6 separate regions of the Mus musculus genome follow, and regions 1, 2, 4, 5 and 6 are each linked to region 3. The links are chromatin contacts, called in public capture Hi-C and promoter capture Hi-C maps. All regions are on one chromosome and are shown on one strand. Each heading gives the region's core, a stretch centred on a gene start, on an enhancer-like site or on the middle of the called end of the contact. The rest is flanking DNA. Distances are from core to core; before and after follow the strand shown.

Region 1 (2,700 bases), core at 13-2,512, 1.9 Mb before region 3:
GAATAAAATAAATACTTTATATACATACACACACACACACACACATATATATATATATATATATATATATATATATATATATATATATATATATATATATATATGGTACCCAGAGCAACTATTATTCCCTTTATTGCAGGTACTGCATCTCCCACTCAGAGCAGTACCATGCTGGGGTGGGTTCAGGTCAGGACTGAATGCAGCTGGCCTCATCCCTACCTAAAGCCCTCCGAGTTATGTCTCAAGGAGCAATGGATTCTTTGAAGAGCCCTAAGCAGCATCTAAGAGGCTTCTGTCTCCTCAGCTCCTTCCTAGGTTTGCCTAAAAGTCAGCTTATCATGATTTTGTCCACGAGTCAATTCTACCTCAATGGGATCGACATGGGCACGCGCGCGCGCACACACACACACACACACACACACACACACACACACACACGCACACACACACATAATAGCTGTACATTTTTACACTAAGAAATGGAAAGGAAGTAGATGTTTCTCTTTGTTTTTAAATTATTACATTTATTTATTGTGTGTGTGTATGGGTGTGTGTATGTGTCTGTGTGTCTGTGTAATGTGCATATATGCATGTGGGTGGAGGTCAGAACACAATATACAGAAGCTGTCTCTCTCCTTCTACCTTGTGGATCCTGGGAATCGAACTCAGGTCATCATCAAGCTTGGCTGCAAGCGCTTTCTCCCGCTGAGCCTGTGCCCTCTGAGCCCGTGCCCTCTGAGCCCGTGCCCTCTGGGAAGTTATTCTTCAAGTGGTGGAAGGGCTCAACCTCTCACTTAGCCTGCTCCCTTCTTTGGGAAAGCAGCTGTCATTGGACTCCTGTTAGGTCAGTTAATGCTGGCAAATAATAAGCTCCAAGCGAGCAGGGGCTCTACTGCACACTAGTGCGTGCCTGGCTCTTGGCAAGATGCTTGGAACAAAACAGGTAGTCGATAAAGATGTGGTGAATAAATGACTATATGAAAATAATTTGACACCGGGGAGATGCGAAAGGAGCTGACGCTTCCTTCCTTCTGGAGTGGCAGGTGTCGCTGGTGATGCAGGCGGCAGCAGGAAAGTCGTCCCTCCTCCACCTCCAGAGTCCGGAGGCTGGATACTCTAAGGCTGGAAGGTATGGGTTCAGGAGGTTGCAGGTCAGGGGTGCGCAGGGAGCCCCTCGCCGCAGCCATTTCCGGCTCTTTGTGTGACAGCAGCCGCGGCGAAGGGGCTGGGCACCGCGGCCAGGGGAGGAGCCGCGGCAGGCGGAGAGGCGGGGCCGCGGGCGGGGCGCGGCGGTCCGCCGGCGCAGCGGCGGAGCGGGGCTAAGCATCCTGCGCCCCGGCGCGGGGCCCTGCGGTAGCCTCGGGTCCCTCCCCTGGACCTGCCACCGAGCCAGGTAAGGGACTCTCGGAGACAACAGGGCTGATGCAGGAACCGAAATGCTGCCTAGGCGGTGGATGCGTTCCTGAGGATGCGCGAGGGGCGGGCGCCACTTCTCCCAGCCCGTTGGGGGCGCTTGGCTTGGCGCCCGAGGCTACACGGCTTCAGGTCCCTGGAGGCCGGGCTACAGGCCTGTGTTGTCCCTTCTCCCCTCGGCCGCCCCGGGCGCCCTGGGCAGGGAGCGTTTTCCAGAAGTCGTGGGTACAGCGCAGAGCTCCGCGCAGCAGCCTCAGCGGCAGCCACAGCAGGTGCGTGGCCTGGGCCGGAGCCACCCGCCCTAAAAAGAGGCAGGGATAGTCTCGGGGACCAGGGATACCTGCAGGGGCCACAAGCCCAGAGGGGGCTACATCCCTGCACCTACATACTGCAGATCGCCGGGCAGTCCCCGCCTCTGCGGTCGCGGCCACCATCATTCAGCCAAGGCCAGAGAGAGCTGCCTGGGCCCGCCTGACAGGCAAGGGGGTACTGGGCGCCCGCGGTGAACCGAAGCCGGGTGGGGCCGGGGCCACAGCGGCACGGTTTGGGAGAGGAAAGCTCTGATGAGCCGGGAGGCATGGCTGACCTGCTTCGAAGCGTTCTGGCCTATACTAGCGCCTCTCCCCTGGATGGCTTTGGGGAGGAGAAAGGTGGGGTGATGGAATCCTAGGGGTCAAGGTTTCCTTCGTATTTAGCTGCCCACCTGTCTGTTGTGGGAGATTGCCACATCACCTTCAGGAAGGTAAGCCCTCCTGTGTGTACAGGAAGAGGAGTAGCTTGTGGCTAAGGGTGGGGGCAGGGAGCATGGTTGAACCGACTGTTGGTTTTCTCCCGCGACTATCTGGGTGTTTTCCAGTCCAGACTTAGAACTTGGCTAGCCCAATTCTTTAGTGCCCACAGCCCCACAGTTGGGCAGGAAGACTTAGGGATCAGACTGACGACTGACTGTTGCTCCTAAGCAACCATTTCTACCTCTTGACCCCTTCCCTTAGAAGTGACCAGCCTTATTCTTGGGCACAGGCCCTGCAAGAACCATTGCCTAGCACTCAGTGACACCCCCCCCTCCCGCCATTGTCGGAGGACAAAAATATAGATTAATATCTATAGTCGGGATTGTAAGTCCTTGAAGGTAGTTGTCCCTACCACCATCCCCCCTTCTGTGGCTTTCCCCCCCTCCACCCGATGCTCCTTGGGTCCCTTCTCTCCTGTCAAACTTGCTTGAGAAAGGAGCCAGTGAGTGGTATTTATCTTGAAGAGCTAAATACAAAAGGTTTTCCCATTGGATGT
Region 2 (2,756 bases), core at 115-2,614, 1.5 Mb before region 3:
TGCTTCCAATCCATGTAAAATGCAGGTAGGTTCAAATGATAAGGAATAATTTGGACTTGATACATTTTCAGTCCTTAAAAAATGTTTTTAAGCCTGGGAAACGTGATGGCAGTGCACGCCTTTAATCCAAGCACTCGGGAGGCAGAGGCAAGCAGATCTGAGTTCGAGGCCAGCCTGGTCTACAGAGTGAGATCCAGGACAGCCAGGGCTACACAAAGAACCCCTGTTTTGTACTAAGCCCTATTAACACAGTTTTTCTAGTTGTACTGGTGACACGTTTCTCTCCACTCTCACTCAAGAGACATACAGCTTGTGGAGCAGTAAGTTAAGACCTAAATTCCTTATTCACAAAGGGACAAAGCCTACAAGGTTGACTCACACTAAAAGAGAAATGGAATGTTTTTAGCATTCTATTTTTAGTTGGCTTAGTTTCTAATTTTAATACCTATTTTCTAGCACTGACTTAGGAAAACTTTCTGTAGCAGGCACTGAAACATCATCTCTAGAAGACTAACTGTAATGGAAGATTATGATGGAGCATGTATCAAAACAAACTCAAGAACAAGATGACACACAGCCTAGGTTTCACATATGCAGTTATAAATTTGGTCAGATAGTCTACAGATTTTAATCAAGTATTTTAGCACATTTTAGCAGATATTCTGTAAAATGCTAGCAATGATGATGTAAACACACACACACACACACACACACACACACACACACGGCTATGGAGATGCTCATCTGCTGAGGGGGCCATGAGCAGATGCTTGCTTACCTCACTGGTGGTCTGTGGCCCTATCACTTGCATGGGAGTCTTATTATACATACAGGACATCTGGCAGGTCCTTACACAGTCTCATGTGCAAGTGCTAGTTTTTAAATTTAACTTCCTTCTGTAGCAGAACTTCATTTAAGATCCACGGCTAAATATATATTTCAAATGAAGTTATTAAAAAGTAATTCTGATGTCAAACCATGTTCAGTTGCTTTTGAGATAATATTAAGCTAAATTTTAAGGGCAAAAAACCTTGCAGATTTCATTTAAATTCTGCCTCAGTTACTATATTAATTGTTATATGTATATAAGTCAGTCTACCATTTACACCAGAGAAGAAAAAACACTCAAAGGGTTCTTTCTGCTCAAAGCAATTTTTTGTTCAAAGAAATCTTGGGTCACAGAGGAGGAAAGTCATGGCATACAGATGATCTTCCCAGTTACTTAATTCTTTGACTTAAACAGGGCCTTTTCATAGTTCGTGCCAGGAAGTCCAAAATAACTGCTATTCTGTGACACATTAGATGGCTGTATGCTAACTACCAGTTCGCACTGTAGCTCCAATCTTAAATATACAGAGACAGCACCCAGCGGCTGTTCAGACACCCAGGGCAGCGTTCTGCTGCTGTGAGTGTGGCAGCCTCTCTAGGTCACAGTCATTGTAGAACAGTGACAGAAGGGTCTCAGAACCAGGTCAAACCAGATGCCTTGCAAGTTTATTCCTAGGCCAGTAGTTCATGACAGCATGAGAGAAAGAAAAGAACTGGTGGTTTTACAATCACTAATCTATTTATGAAAAGCAATTTATATCACGGACTTGTGCTTAAAGCAAAAAGCAAGTCCAAAAGCTTTGCTTTTGGGAATTATTTACACAACTTGAAAACAGCTGCCCTTTGGACATTAGTTCAACCTGCATCCTGCTCATCTATATTTGAATGTAATCAACTTTAAAGAGCCTTAGAAAAACTATCCTTAAAAAGCTCTTACCTTGAGCTATTTTTTATTGGAATACAGTAGTTTATTAAGACTGTAATCATCAAGTGCAATCCTATGGTATCCAAGTTGTTAGGAATTACTCAAAGTTAGCACACACTGGAGATCACAAGAAGAAATCCTTAGTCTCACCACTGAGACAGGCGTCATCCACTGTTCAATGTGATGTTCTCCCCCTTCTCTCTGACAGATCTGGGTATTTTGCCCAGGTTGCCTGGAGACCCTCTCAACTCTGCTTGCCAAGAGCTGTAGGCACAGGCATGTGCACTCCACCCTGGCCACAGCCCTCTTCCAATAAGCTTAATAGGAAGTCAGTTATATATATTCATATAGTGCCCCCTTCCCTGCAAAGCACCCAGCATGCTTATAACTAGGTAATTACAGTCAATTATTGCCCTTTGACTGACGATTACTTCCTTTATTTGACTTTTCCAAGAGCCCAAGAATTCCAGTGTCTGGGTCAGCACACACTCGCTGACAGATGAAAAAGTAGTAATGAGCATATATCTGCTTTGACAACCATAATGAAGTTTAGGGCATGTAACAAAAGCATACAGAGTAACACATATTTTTATAAAGGAAAATTTAAAAGGTGAATGTTAATGTAAATTTTCACATCTTAACAGCTTAAACATGCAAACAACAAAGCCTCCAAACTCTTTGTGAAAAATGTCATCAACATATTAGACTCTGAAGGAGGAAGCAGTATGGAGAGGAGAGGAAGCCCTGTGAACTGAGACATGTCACAGTGATCTGAGGTCACATTTACCAGTCACTGAGACTTGTGGACTACAACCAACAGTTTTTCCTCTCAAGGCCTAAAGGTCAGAAGGTTTAAAACTAGGTGAGATCTTTCTAAAGCTTTGAGAAATGGGTGTCTGACTGTAAGGCCGAGAAAGCAAAGGTAACCCACATAGTCACTCATAGGCACCAAAGAAATTAGGGTAAGGGGTTACCAAATTCTCACCTTCTTCCTGTTAGGCAG
Region 3 (2,849 bases), core at 184-2,683:
TTTAATTTAAAAGAGAAATGATATGTAAAAATAAAAATGCCCAGAAACAACAATGCACAGTACAGATGGCGTGGCTGTCAGGGATGGCAAGGAGGGCACGGGCAAAGGGCCTTGGTTCTACAGCCAAACAGACCTCAGTCTGCCACTTGTTAGTTATGTGACCTTGACAAGTTGTGTTGACTTTGTCAAGCCTGTACTCCTAGATTAAAAATAACTCTGTCAGGTTAGGAGTTCATGAAATGATCCACAGAAAGTGCCAGCTTGAGCCCCAAATGAAAACAGGACCCCAAATAGCTACTCTTCCCCTTCAGCATCGCTGAAATGACAATCATTTGATTACGTCTTTAATGTCTGTCCCCCCTTTCCCATACCGAGGTGTGTGACAGAGGTCATATCTGTCTAGTCTTATATCCAGAATCTAGCCTAGAGAGAGTCCATGGATTGTTGGTGCAATAATCACAGTATTTCAGATCTCAGCAAAATGAATTCTTGGGGGTGACCTAACTTCATCTTGAAATGCCTTGCTTGAACAAACGGAGCCCCCAGCTGAGGCTCAGTGATCCCTGGGTGAAAGCAAGATGTCACCCTGCCCCATCACCCTGCCCCATCTGGTGCTCATGATTTCACCTGGGCAAGCAGAGGAAGCCAACCCATGAAGATTAGCCTTCCCTTTCTCACAGATTTTAGAACCCTTTAGGAAATAGTTTGGAACATGCCTTGGGCTTTCCAGTTTTGAAGAGGTGGCAAAGTTAGTTAAAATCCAAAGGAACCCCCAAACCCAGCTCTCCACTTTGATTATCATAGCTGATTCTAAAGGCCATCACAGGTAGGACATTCAGTGATGAGCTTAGGCTTGAAGGGGTACATGAAAGGCTTTTTTTTTTTTTAAGTTTCACTCTTAAGGCAAGAACAGAATTTTAACAACACTCCTTAACACATATGCATTAATACTTAAGAAAATGCACATAGTATATGTGTCTATATAGACAAAGCAAACCTTTCTATCAAATACACATCTGTCCACAATGCTTGGCACATATTATTAGTAGCTCAATTTTTTGAGACTCTCTCAAACTCATTACACAGCTGAATCTGGCCTTAAACTCCTGTGCATTCTGTTTCCTGCCTCCCAGATTTGGAGATTACAGGTGTGCGCCATCACATCTGTAATTAGCTGACTTTTTAAATGACTATTTGAAGCCCCTGTCGTCAAAGCCCCTGGTTTCCACCAGCGGGGAAAGCCATCCGAGATGCTCCCAGAATCCACTTACCCCACTCCCACGCTGCCTGGTTCAGGGGTAGCCTGTCCCCTGGAGTCTGAATCTGGACAGCCTCTAGATGCAGGGAGTTAGCGACAGGGAAGAGGAGAGAACTTACCTTGCTTTGCTGCGAGCTGCCTGGTCTGATGTGCCTGGACACCCACTGTTCCTTCTGCTGCCTTGGCTGCTCCTGGTGCTTATATACTCTACTCCTACAGAACTTTCTGATGGAAACCCAAAGTAGAAACTGACTAGTCTCAATTGCAACACTGAAAACTAGTGTCAAAACATTCTGGGGGAATTTTAAGAAGTTCCTCCCTCCCCCCCTTGCCTCCCTGAGTGCATCTATCATACAGAGGGAATATAGACGTCGAAATCCCAGGTTAAGAGGAAATGACTTCGGGGTGTGGAAAAAGGAAGGAGGCAGAGATACTAATTTCTGTTTACATCATGCCTAAGGTGAATAGAGGCGGCAATGGCTAACCTCTCCCGATTCCACAGACTGCAGAAAAAGGAAGGACTTGCCCCAAACCGAGTTCATGGTTCATGCCACAATCAAATAAGTAGGTGTTACAGGCCCAAAGAATAAAGGGCCTAGTGTATCTGGGCCACCTTTCCCCATGTTTTCTTGTTAGCATCTAAATTCAGAAGGTATTACCTCCTGTTTGGCTCCACGTACCCCCTACCTCATACCTATGTTGTCTGTATCCAGGGACAGCTCTGGGGAGGTGAATAACTAATAAAAGTCATAGTGTTTTGAGGGCGTCTCTTATGCTTATAGGTCCTTACTCATGGATTGATAGCAGCATGAACTGAGCTAGACATAGGCAAGCGTACAGATGATTCAAAGGTCACTCTTTTGGGTACCCATACTATATTCTCACTTCAGTAATAACGTGTCTGTGGTCCTATAAACCCTTTGTAGTTTCTCTTCTTGAGGAGTTTAAAATTGCAAAGAGGTGTGCAATCCTGTAAGTTGATGTTACCTCCCTTCCTCATCCGTGCTCAGAAATATTAGCTCTTCTTGCACATCCAGTTCGCATACAGATGAGAGCCACTCTCAGAGCCGCCGATAGAGGGCGCGAAGCGAGGACATCCTCGCGGTTGGGACGCAAGGGACACAACCCGCCGCTTCTCCATTCCTGTCCCTGGCCTGGGTTCCCGCCTCCTGGGAAGTTCCTAGGGCTGAGGTTGGACCCTGTCAGGTTTCGGGCGGTGTAGATTTCCGGCCTAACTTTCTTCCAAGTGTCAGTCTGCCTGGGGCGCGGGGAGGGGGAGAGAACTGCGGAGCTTCCCAGCCACACACTTCCTCACTCCAGCAGCCCAGCTGCAATCCCTCTTTGGTCCTGATCGGCTTCAAACTGAGGGTGGAGACATCAGTCACAGCAAGCTAGCTAGTGGCATCCCTGTACTCCTAGGCTTCGAGTGAAACTGGTTTTGCATACAAGATCATTCTTAAGTGAACAAAGTAGGTTTCGTTGCATAGTGAAATAGCAGTAAAAAATAATGTGCTAGTTTTAGGGGATCTCTGAGGACAGCCATAATCTCTGTGACTAAGATTGCTGGTCACACTGACCCTACATGCAAAGC
Region 4 (2,847 bases), core at 314-2,813, 1.4 Mb before region 3:
CAGGCCAATTAGTCCAAAGTCTGTAAACCTCCCCAGTCTTATCAGGGCTTTACTGCAGGTGGAGAGTGGGCAGCCCATTCTGGTGACTTTGCATGTGAAATTAATTGCCCTAGAAATGTCGGGAATTTGATCTTCCATCAAATTTGCCAGCCCTTTAGATCCCTTGACAATCTTTGACTATTTGCATCTCAAGGTTAAAGCAGGCTGTTGCTTTCTGGATGCTAATCAGCTGTGAAAACTTTTGATCTTCTCTGGAAAACACACACAGACACAGACACACAGTCACAGACAGACAGACAGACAGAGACACACACACACACACACACACACACACACGCAGAAACACACCCTTTGCAATGGACCTCTTCAGAGAGTTGGAAAGGGGAAGGTGGCTTTGCTGGAAGTGCACTGGTTTCGTTTAGCAGTTGTTTTCATTCCTTGTAGGGCTCAGTGAGAGCCTGGAATATCCAGTAATATTTGAGTTCCCTCTACCAAATGCAGTGAGGATTTTGTGTGTTTCTCCACGATAAAATACCCATTTCAAAGAGGGCAATGGGGCAGTTTAGTGCTGCATGGGCAAGCCCTCCCCCCCCCCCCCCCCGTGTTCCACCCCCACACTGCAAAAACAAATAACAAGTACAAAAGAATGCCCTCCCCCAAATTCTCCCTCCCCCGAAAAGTTCTAGTTTTTAGTAGCTTAGAGATTCACAATAAACTTCACAAACACCTTTTCAAAGGAGATGGGAGTGGAGTGGTTAAGAGACTTATAGGTGTTTAAGGGGATGCTATCCTACTGTGGTATTTTAATGGCACTGCGTTTTTGTCAGTAGGGGTTGGGACAAGTGTCCTATTGCTACCTTACACACCTAACTGGATACTGGATACTTTGCAGTGAGTGACATTGTCTTTCTAGGACACAGTGTTTTGCTATATAGCCCAGGCTCTCTTCAAACCTTTCTGCACCCTCACTGCTGTTCTTTCTCCCCAACTTCAGCTTTTACCCTCCCCCCTCTCCTTTTATTTATTTATTTATTTTTGAAGCGAGATCTAATGTAGCACAGGCTGGCCTCAGCTTGCTCTGTAGTCAAGGATGACCCGCAGTTGCTGATCTTCCTTCCTCCACCCCCCCCGCCCCCCCAATGTGAAGGGAATTTGGGTTCCTTTCAAGTTCTCAGTCTCACTCATACAAAGATTTAAAAACAGACTCAGAAGGGAGTTAGAGGACAGTTAGAGATCCGGAGAAAAGTGGCTGAGTAGTCAAGGGTAAATGTCAAGCAGCTACTGAGAGGAAGGAGAGAGAGGGGAGCAGAGAAAGTCATACCTTTTTGAGTTAGGGTCCGAGACAGCTGGGTGATCAGCGATGGAGGGAGGGCTGTATAAAACTGCATGGTAGATGGGGGGGTGGGGTGGGGGCTTCAGAGAAGTAGTCTTGCACCGAGCTCGAGGGCAAGCAAGCTCACCCAGGCTTTTGGCCAGCATCGACAGAGATAAAAGAAGAAACACACTTGGCGCAGGGCTGCAGATCCAAGTTTAGAGGCCATCTTATTTCGGGCTCTTGTGGTCTAGGGCACCAGAATGATTGGGCCGAGGACACGTGGTTAGAGACAGAAATATAGTTTATTAAGGAAGGGAAACCACTGCCCAGAACAGAAGTGGGCTTGTGAGTGGAGAGAACAAGCCACAGCAGGGCGAGGTGCAGAGCCGATTACACGGCATTTCTATGCTTTTCTCCAGCACGCTTTCTTCATGGGAAGAAGTCCAGGTTTGGAAGGGTTTCCAGTCTTCCAGCATAGTGGTCTGGAGCATGCTTTGTTTCTCCTGCGATCCCCAGGGTGGGGAAAGACTTCCTTCACTCTGAACATCTTCTTTGGATGTTCATTTTAATGTTTCAGACTCTAGGCTCTTCTTTCCAGCCACACAAGTGTTGAGAGTACAGGCATGTGTTACCACCACACCCACCTTCAATATAATGAGTTTATTTTATGATCTAATTGGGGTATTGTGTGTTTGCACTGCTGAGGTTAGAACCCAGGACCTCACACATGTAAACCAAGTACCTTAGCACTGAACTATGTCCTTGCCCCACTCCCTGCCCTACTTTCCTGAATGCTTGGGTTAGATACATCAGTACTAATCTCTCACTTAGATCAGGCTCCCTTGATGGTGGCATTATTAATATTTGGGGCCAGATTACTGTGGGCTGACTCTGCCCTGTGTGTCCCTGGCCTTTATTTACTAGATACCAGTTAGTATTTTCAATAGTGAAATATCTGCCCAGATATTGTCACATGTCCCTTAGGGGTGAGGTTGCCAATTTAGCAAATACAAATAGAGACTGTCTAGTTAAAATAGAATTTAACTAAGGAAACAGCAAACAATTTTTATAAGTATAAATTCAGCTGGATGGACTCTACAGGCTCAGGCAGTCTACTGGGATGAAGTGTGTGCAAATTCCCCCCCACCCCCATGTTTCTTAATGGTTCTTCTAGATAAAAATTTGCATGCACCAGTGATCTCATATTATTAACCACTTCATGCTTGTGATTTTGCCCCACTCTTGGCTATTCAAGTCCTCGTGTACTTTCCAATTCAACTATGTCCCTCAGTCAGTCCTCATGGTACTTACCAATGAGCATTATTGGCCTTGGGCACAAGAGGAAGTAGAACTACTTAAAGTATAAGAAGATGAAGTGAGACTTAGTCACAAACCAAAACCAGGCAAGGCAACTCAGGATGATGTCTATGCAAGCACTGTCCTTCCACAAATGATGAAGGACCGAGCCAGCTAGGCATCGGAGACACTCTGCTCCTCCAAGATCTCCACAAAAAGTCAGGCCCAGAACTTAA
Region 5 (2,700 bases), core at 113-2,612, 1.6 Mb before region 3:
ATACTTCCAAAACTATCCATGAACTTTCCTCTCTTTGAGTATTGTTATGTTGCCTGGGCCTTCACTTATTCCATACATGATAATCACTCACTGTTGTTCTGATACTCAAATCACCTCAGATTTGCTCAGTGGCAGCACTAGTCCTCTGGGCTCATTTTGTCACTTCGTCTTATTACTCCTAGCAGTTCTTTCCCTTCTGCCACAACATGTGCCCCAGTCTCATTTTGTGTTTTCTGTGACTCATCTAACTAGGAGGCAGTCACTTCTTCTAGGAGTATACTCTAGTGGAGAGAGGTGTTAGCAACCACGAATTGTATGCCTATTGCTTTCAGGGTATCATTTCATCTGTGCCCAGTGGGCAAAGCTAGGAAATGCATTTTAAAACAATCCTGAGTTCAAGAGTGGGCAGATGGCCCTGTAATTATTATGTTTGCCAGGCAAGCGTAGAAATCCAAAGTCAAATTCTCAACATTCAGATATAAAGTGGGATGTGGAAGCTTATACCCATCAGCCCCAGTGTGAGATAGGCAGAGAGAGGAGGCTCCCTCAAACTTGCTGGCCATCTAGTGACTTCTAGGTCAACCAGTGAGAGCCAGGATCAGTGAAAGGCAGTCTTAAAATTAAGATGAAGGGGGATTGACGAAGATACTTGATGTCTTCCTCTGACCTCCACAGATGCACATAAACTCACCCACACACATACAAAATCTTTTAATAGTGATGAGTACAAATTTTAAATTCACCTAATGACATATGGCAGGGTAACCTGCCTCTGGTATTCACTTTTGGAAAGCCTGAGAAAGGAAGGACACACCATGTGGCTTCCAGGGATCAAAGTTATCACACCTGGCATCAAGCATCTTTACAGACTGAGTTGTCTTGCTGGCCCTTTCTTTGTTTAAATCACACTTTACTGGAACAACCACTAAATAACTCTAGAAAAAAAAAAAAAAAAACCAAACAGGGTCAATGGAAGAAAATACAAAATTGTACAGATGATCAATTTCTATTTTATGTTCCTTGTTTAAACTTACCTAGAAGAATCTAGAAGATCCTCCCCACCCCATCCCCGAACTATAAAGTGATAATTTAGTGTATTTCATCTTAGCAAGGAATTTAGAAATGCTACTTAGAAATGCTTTATAAATGCTATTTAGAAGTACAAGACAAAAAGGTCACAACTATACTTTTAAACTTGGTCACAAAACAACATCTGATAGCTTGCGATTTGCTGCCTACGGGGTAACAGACAGGCACCCACAGCCCAGAAGAACACGCCTGGCAGCCAGCTGAGTTGAAGGCAATAGAGTCAATAGAGAAACCTCCACCGTGGCTAGAGCGGCTCTGACAGCGACAGGAACTTCCGGGGTGGGGCCCGTCCATTGCTTCCTTATGGCGAATGTGGGCTTTCCGCACAGCGAGGATCGGCAGTCTTTTGGCTGCTACTTCCGTTATTTTAAGACGGTGCCTGAGATTGGGGGTGGCCATGGCCAAGAGCAAGTTTGAGTACGTGCGGAATTTTGAGGTTCAGGACACATGCCTGCCGCACTGCTGGGTGGTGGTGCGGCTGGACGGCCGGAATTTCCACCGGTGAGCTGGAGGGGCGGGAGACCGCGTGGTGCGCCCACACTTCCGGGAAGTGCGCCTCTCGTAGTTACCGGGGTAACGCGACAGCCAATGAACACTCAGCATTGAGCGTCGCCTGAAGGACTTGCTAGGTGGTTGAGATATTTAAAAGGAACTGGGTACTGTAATTGGTGAAAAACCCGTGCTACTTTAGCTGAAACCAGTTTGCAAGAACTTTGTGTGTGTGTGTGTGTGGGGGGGAGGTGTCATTTCTCGGTCCACTACTTAAACTTCAGTCACACGTGCGACCCTTTTGTTATTTTTGAGAGTTGTTAAGAGGCCCGCATAAGCCTAACTGTGGTCATGAGTTGATAGTATGTCCCGTTCTCATAGTCAGCTTCATATTACATGAACTGACTGCACTAGAGTCAGGAAGAAAAAAGGAGAGTAAACTATTGGGGACTTAATTTCAATAAAGGGCTATGTTATTCGTTATTACCATTTTATAGCTGTTTAAGTACATAGAGCTATAGTAATGTTTATTGAGCACTTAGTAAGAGCATTTTGATCTCCTAATCAGCAATACAACCTGATAAGGTAATAGTGTTCTCAATTCACCCAGTAAGGTGAAACTTCACAGAAAAGTGGATTGAAGCCTAGCAGTTGTATCCCTTTTTGTCAGTGTGTCAAAGTAAGAAAGAAAAACGTGTTTTTTTTTTTTTTCTGTACATGCTTATGCGTAAGTTTAGGGTTAATGTTGGGTGTCCCTCCTCAGAGCTGTCCTCCTTGTTTTTCTTGAGACAGTCTCTCATGGAACTTCCTTGGAACTCACCAGATACTCTAGCCTGGTGGTCATCTAGCCCCAGGAATCCTGCCTCCACCTCTCCAGCACTGGGATGACAAGCAGGTGCCACCAAGCCCCCACCCTGTTTTATGTTTTGGGGCTAGAACTTGGTCCTGACAGTTTACCTACTGAGCTATCTCTCCATCTCTCTTAACTGCCTCTGTGGATGGTGTTGGTGATGACACTCTCCACCGCTTGTGCCCCTCTCTTTCCTCTATGAAGGTTTGCTGAGGAGCACAACTTTGCCAAACCTAATGACAGTCGGGCCCTCCATCTGATGACCAAATGTG
Region 6 (2,700 bases), core at 168-2,667, 1.8 Mb before region 3:
GCTGTAACCCTTTAATACAGTACTTCATGTGATGGTGACCCTCCAACCATAAAATTGCTTTTGTTGCTACTTCATAACTGTAATTTTGCTACCGTCATGACTTGTAATGTAAATGTTTGTGTTTTCCAATGGTCGTTTGGCCCCCAAAGGGGTTGAGAACCACAGCAAATCGGCAGTTGCTGGATCCAGGCTGTGCCAGGTGGCTTCTCCCACAATAACAGACTCCATTCCCATCTTATTAATGAGCGGCCTGGAGTATCAGCTCACAGGAAGAGAGAGAACTTACCCACTTAGCCACTGTATTTCAATGCAGAGCCCCTGAGTTCAGTAATAGATTATTATTGTTGATTATTTATTATTATTATTATTATTATTAAATTATTGGTAAATGAGGTACCCTGGTTGGCTGTATGGCAGATGAGCCCTGTTCAGATTGTAAGCCTTTCAGCTTTGGTAAAGGAGAGGCATCAAGGTTTTTGGGTTTTCTTTCATTCTCTCCGATTGAGAGAAAGCTTTCCTTCTGAATCCCCCCTGATCAAAAATCTAGACAAGCGTTGCCAGGCTCTATATGTTCCGGTCTCCCTCTGCCTTCTTCTCCATTCCCCATCCCCAGCCAGAAGTGCAGATGCTGCGGAAGATTGAAATGGCAAGCGGGCACGTTCAGCCCAAAGTGAATATTAAGCCAAACTGATTTCTGTTTCTGGGCTTGTGTTGTTAGGCTAGGTGAGCCAGGGGAAAACGTAACAGCGTGAAGTAAGTTTTCAGTCCTTGGTTTCCATCTCTAAAGACAGTGACATGCTTGAGAAAGCAGCTTCCTCCTCTCCACGTGGCTGGGAATTTGCACCCAGTAAATGGGAAATACAAAAGATGAGGCAGGGGTGTACAGAGCCTCCCAGAGATGGCTTTCAGAAGGAAACGGACTTACTCTCCCTCGGGTCTCTTGATGTATGCCCACCTCCCCACCCAGGGACCTACATACCCAACAAACACACTTCCAACCTCCGTAAGTGGGCGGAATTCATACCCTGTTAATACACAGGCGCCCTGTAAGGCCCTCCCATCGGGGTGATCGGGCATCCTGTCCTTGTACACATACCTCCCCTTCTGCTTGCCTCCCCCCTGCTGCTGGCCATCTTATAGCCTGGGTTCCCTGCAGCAGACGTTTCTAAGAGCTTCCACCGAGACTGCTTCTACAGCATCTCCAGCTTCCAGGGACAAATCCATCTCTTCGTATTTATTTTTTTTTTTCTCCCCGTCTTCTGTTTTTAAACTCTTCCCATTTTTAGCTATCCAGTCCCCACAGCCTGGCCCCTCTCCAGGCAGAGTGTGAAAGGAAAAGCCATTTTTATTTCCAAGACAGCCATCCATGCCTCTTACCTGATGCTCGCAGTGTGTCTGGTATAGACGTCTCCCCTCTGAGCCGGAGCGGACCGGATCCCAGGTGACGAGCTTCTCCCTCTTCTCCCTCCTCCGCACCAGGCTCTCCTTGATGTTTCTCACTCACCACTGAGTAATCCCACTGTCGCCCCCAACGCTCACATTATTCATTCTTCAGATCAGCATCATTCACCATGGCAACCAGCAGGCATCTACGCACAATGCTTTCAGGGACCAGTCTGAGTAGGCTTTTGCCAGTGAAAGGAGCTTTGGTTCCTTCAGCAAGAAACGAGCAGGTTGAAAAATTTTGCAGGTTGATCCCCAAGATAGCACATTCTTCTAGTGCTTGTGTATTTTCTCTGTAGTTGGCGCTCTCTCTCTCTCTCTCTCTCTCTCTCTCTCTTCAGGTACACATGTTCATGTCATACCTATGTAGAGATCAGAAGGCAGCCCTTAAGTGTCATTTCTCCAGAACCGTCTACTCTCTGTTTGAGACAAAGTCTCTCATGAGCCTGGAATTTGCACCCAGCAGGCTAAGGCCAGCTGGCCAGTGAGCTTTGCAAGCTCTGAGGTACAAAGGCACACCCCCGTGTCTGGCATTTTTATGTGGGTTCTGGGGATTGAACTCAGGTCCTGAGGCTCCTTGAGGTAAGGGGTTTACTGCTGAGCCATCTTGAAGGCTGACCAGTGATCATTGTCTTACTCCATCTCCATCTGTGGATAGTGGTTTCAAATGCAAAGATGCCCTTCGGTTCTGTGGCGAACTTGTCCCCTCCTTTCCTGTCCCACTTCCCCCCTGGAAATTCTCCCCCTCCTTCCTCTCATTTCCTGCAGTGCCTCTACATGATGGTTCTGGGCGAGATTCTTGTATTGCCTGGATCCCAGTTCCTTCAACTCTAAAGCTTCGAACACCTCAGGGGCAAAACACGGGTACCAACATTTCAAATACCCTTGTCAAGATTGCTCAACCATTATCTCCCATGGACTGGTGGTCCCTCAACATGAACTTTAGAGCATGGCTTTAGAAGTAGAGCCTTCATGGGTGTTAATTAGTTAAGGATCGCGAGATGAAATCACCCTTGATCACTTCTATGGAGTCTTTCTAAGAGAATGAACGTTTGAACCCATGGAGACACACACACAAGAGGAGGCCATGTGGAGGCAGAGGCAGGAGTGGAAGCAATGGATCCATGAGCAGCGGGCGGGGATAGGGGATGGGGATGGGGGGACGGGACAGGGGAGCTGTCCTGCAGACGTGCTGATTTCAGGCTTCCTGTCCACAGAACTGTGTGAGAAAGCATCCTGTCACTTATGAGCCACCAT

What was found. Promoter capture Hi-C pulls out the DNA fragments that hold promoters and counts their contacts. Capture Hi-C pulls out chosen DNA fragments and counts their contacts.
Region 1: a contact with region 3 is called in a promoter capture Hi-C map of liver, with 5 times the contacts expected there. The contact joins the promoter of Cyfip2 here to the promoter of Il12b in region 3. A contact is called at or near these places in 2 of 39 promoter capture datasets (liver and pre-B cells), 1 of 115 datasets of contacts at active chromatin or transcription factors (large pre-B cells) and 1 of 9 other capture datasets (liver).
Region 2: a promoter capture Hi-C map of liver shows a contact between it and region 3, with 4 times the contacts expected there. The contact joins the enhancer-like site here to the promoter of Il12b in region 3. A contact is called at or near these places in 7 of 39 promoter capture datasets (the 3T3-L1 cell line, the C10 cell line, hippocampal neurons and 3 more), 1 of 115 datasets of contacts at active chromatin or transcription factors (astrocytes) and 1 of 9 other capture datasets (embryonic stem cells).
Region 4: a promoter capture Hi-C map of pre-B cells shows a contact between it and region 3, with 26 times the contacts expected there. The contact joins the promoter of F630206G17Rik here to the promoter of Il12b in region 3. A contact is called at or near these places in 9 of 39 promoter capture datasets (the 3T3-L1 cell line, the C10 cell line, hematopoietic stem and progenitor cells and 5 more) and 1 of 9 other capture datasets (liver).
Region 5: a capture Hi-C map of macrophages shows a contact between it and region 3, with 4 times the contacts expected there. The contact joins the promoter of Thg1l here to the promoter of Il12b in region 3. A contact is called at or near these places in 6 of 39 promoter capture datasets (the 3T3-L1 cell line, the C10 cell line, hippocampal neurons and 2 more), 2 of 115 datasets of contacts at active chromatin or transcription factors (astrocytes and large pre-B cells) and 2 of 9 other capture datasets (adipose tissue and macrophages).
Region 6: a contact with region 3 is called in a promoter capture Hi-C map of pre-B cells. The contact joins the promoter of Fndc9 here to the promoter of Il12b in region 3. A contact is called at or near these places in 4 of 39 promoter capture datasets (the C10 cell line, hematopoietic stem and progenitor cells, liver and 1 more).

What each region holds. Positions count from the first base shown.
Region 1 is chr11:46,310,920-46,313,619 of GRCm38.p6, reverse strand. Cyfip2 (cytoplasmic FMR1 interacting protein 2) reads left to right here and starts at 1,262. Exons shown (of 31, transcript NM_133769.3): 1 at 1,262-1,393.
Region 2 is chr11:45,895,604-45,898,359 of GRCm38.p6, reverse strand. The region is part of intron 8 of Clint1 (clathrin interactor 1); the gene reads right to left. Among named protein-coding and RNA genes, the nearest start is that of Clint1, 45 kb to the right of the region's middle. Within about 2 kb of position 1,364, at least 8 of the 459 cell types and tissues checked have an H3K27ac peak or open chromatin away from gene starts, as enhancers often do. A contact at or near this core is called in liver, where this site is marked.
Region 3 is chr11:44,398,647-44,401,495 of GRCm38.p6, reverse strand. It overlaps Il12b (interleukin 12b), which reads right to left and starts at 1,433. Exons shown (of 8, transcript NM_001303244.1): 1 at 1,378-1,433.
Region 4 is chr11:45,806,799-45,809,645 of GRCm38.p6, reverse strand. It overlaps F630206G17Rik (RIKEN cDNA F630206G17 gene), which reads right to left and starts at 1,563. Exons shown (of 4, transcript NR_045876.1): 1 at 1,322-1,563.
Region 5 is chr11:45,954,165-45,956,864 of GRCm38.p6, reverse strand. It overlaps Thg1l (tRNA-histidine guanylyltransferase 1-like (S. cerevisiae)), which reads left to right and starts at 1,362. Exons shown (of 6, transcript NM_001080969.3): 1 at 1,362-1,590; 2 at 2,633-2,700. The coding sequence starts at 1,400.
Region 6 is chr11:46,234,274-46,236,973 of GRCm38.p6, reverse strand. Fndc9 (fibronectin type III domain containing 9) reads right to left here and starts at 1,417. Exons shown (of 2, transcript NM_177075.4): 1 at 1,378-1,417. The region is part of intron 23 of Cyfip2 (cytoplasmic FMR1 interacting protein 2); the gene reads left to right.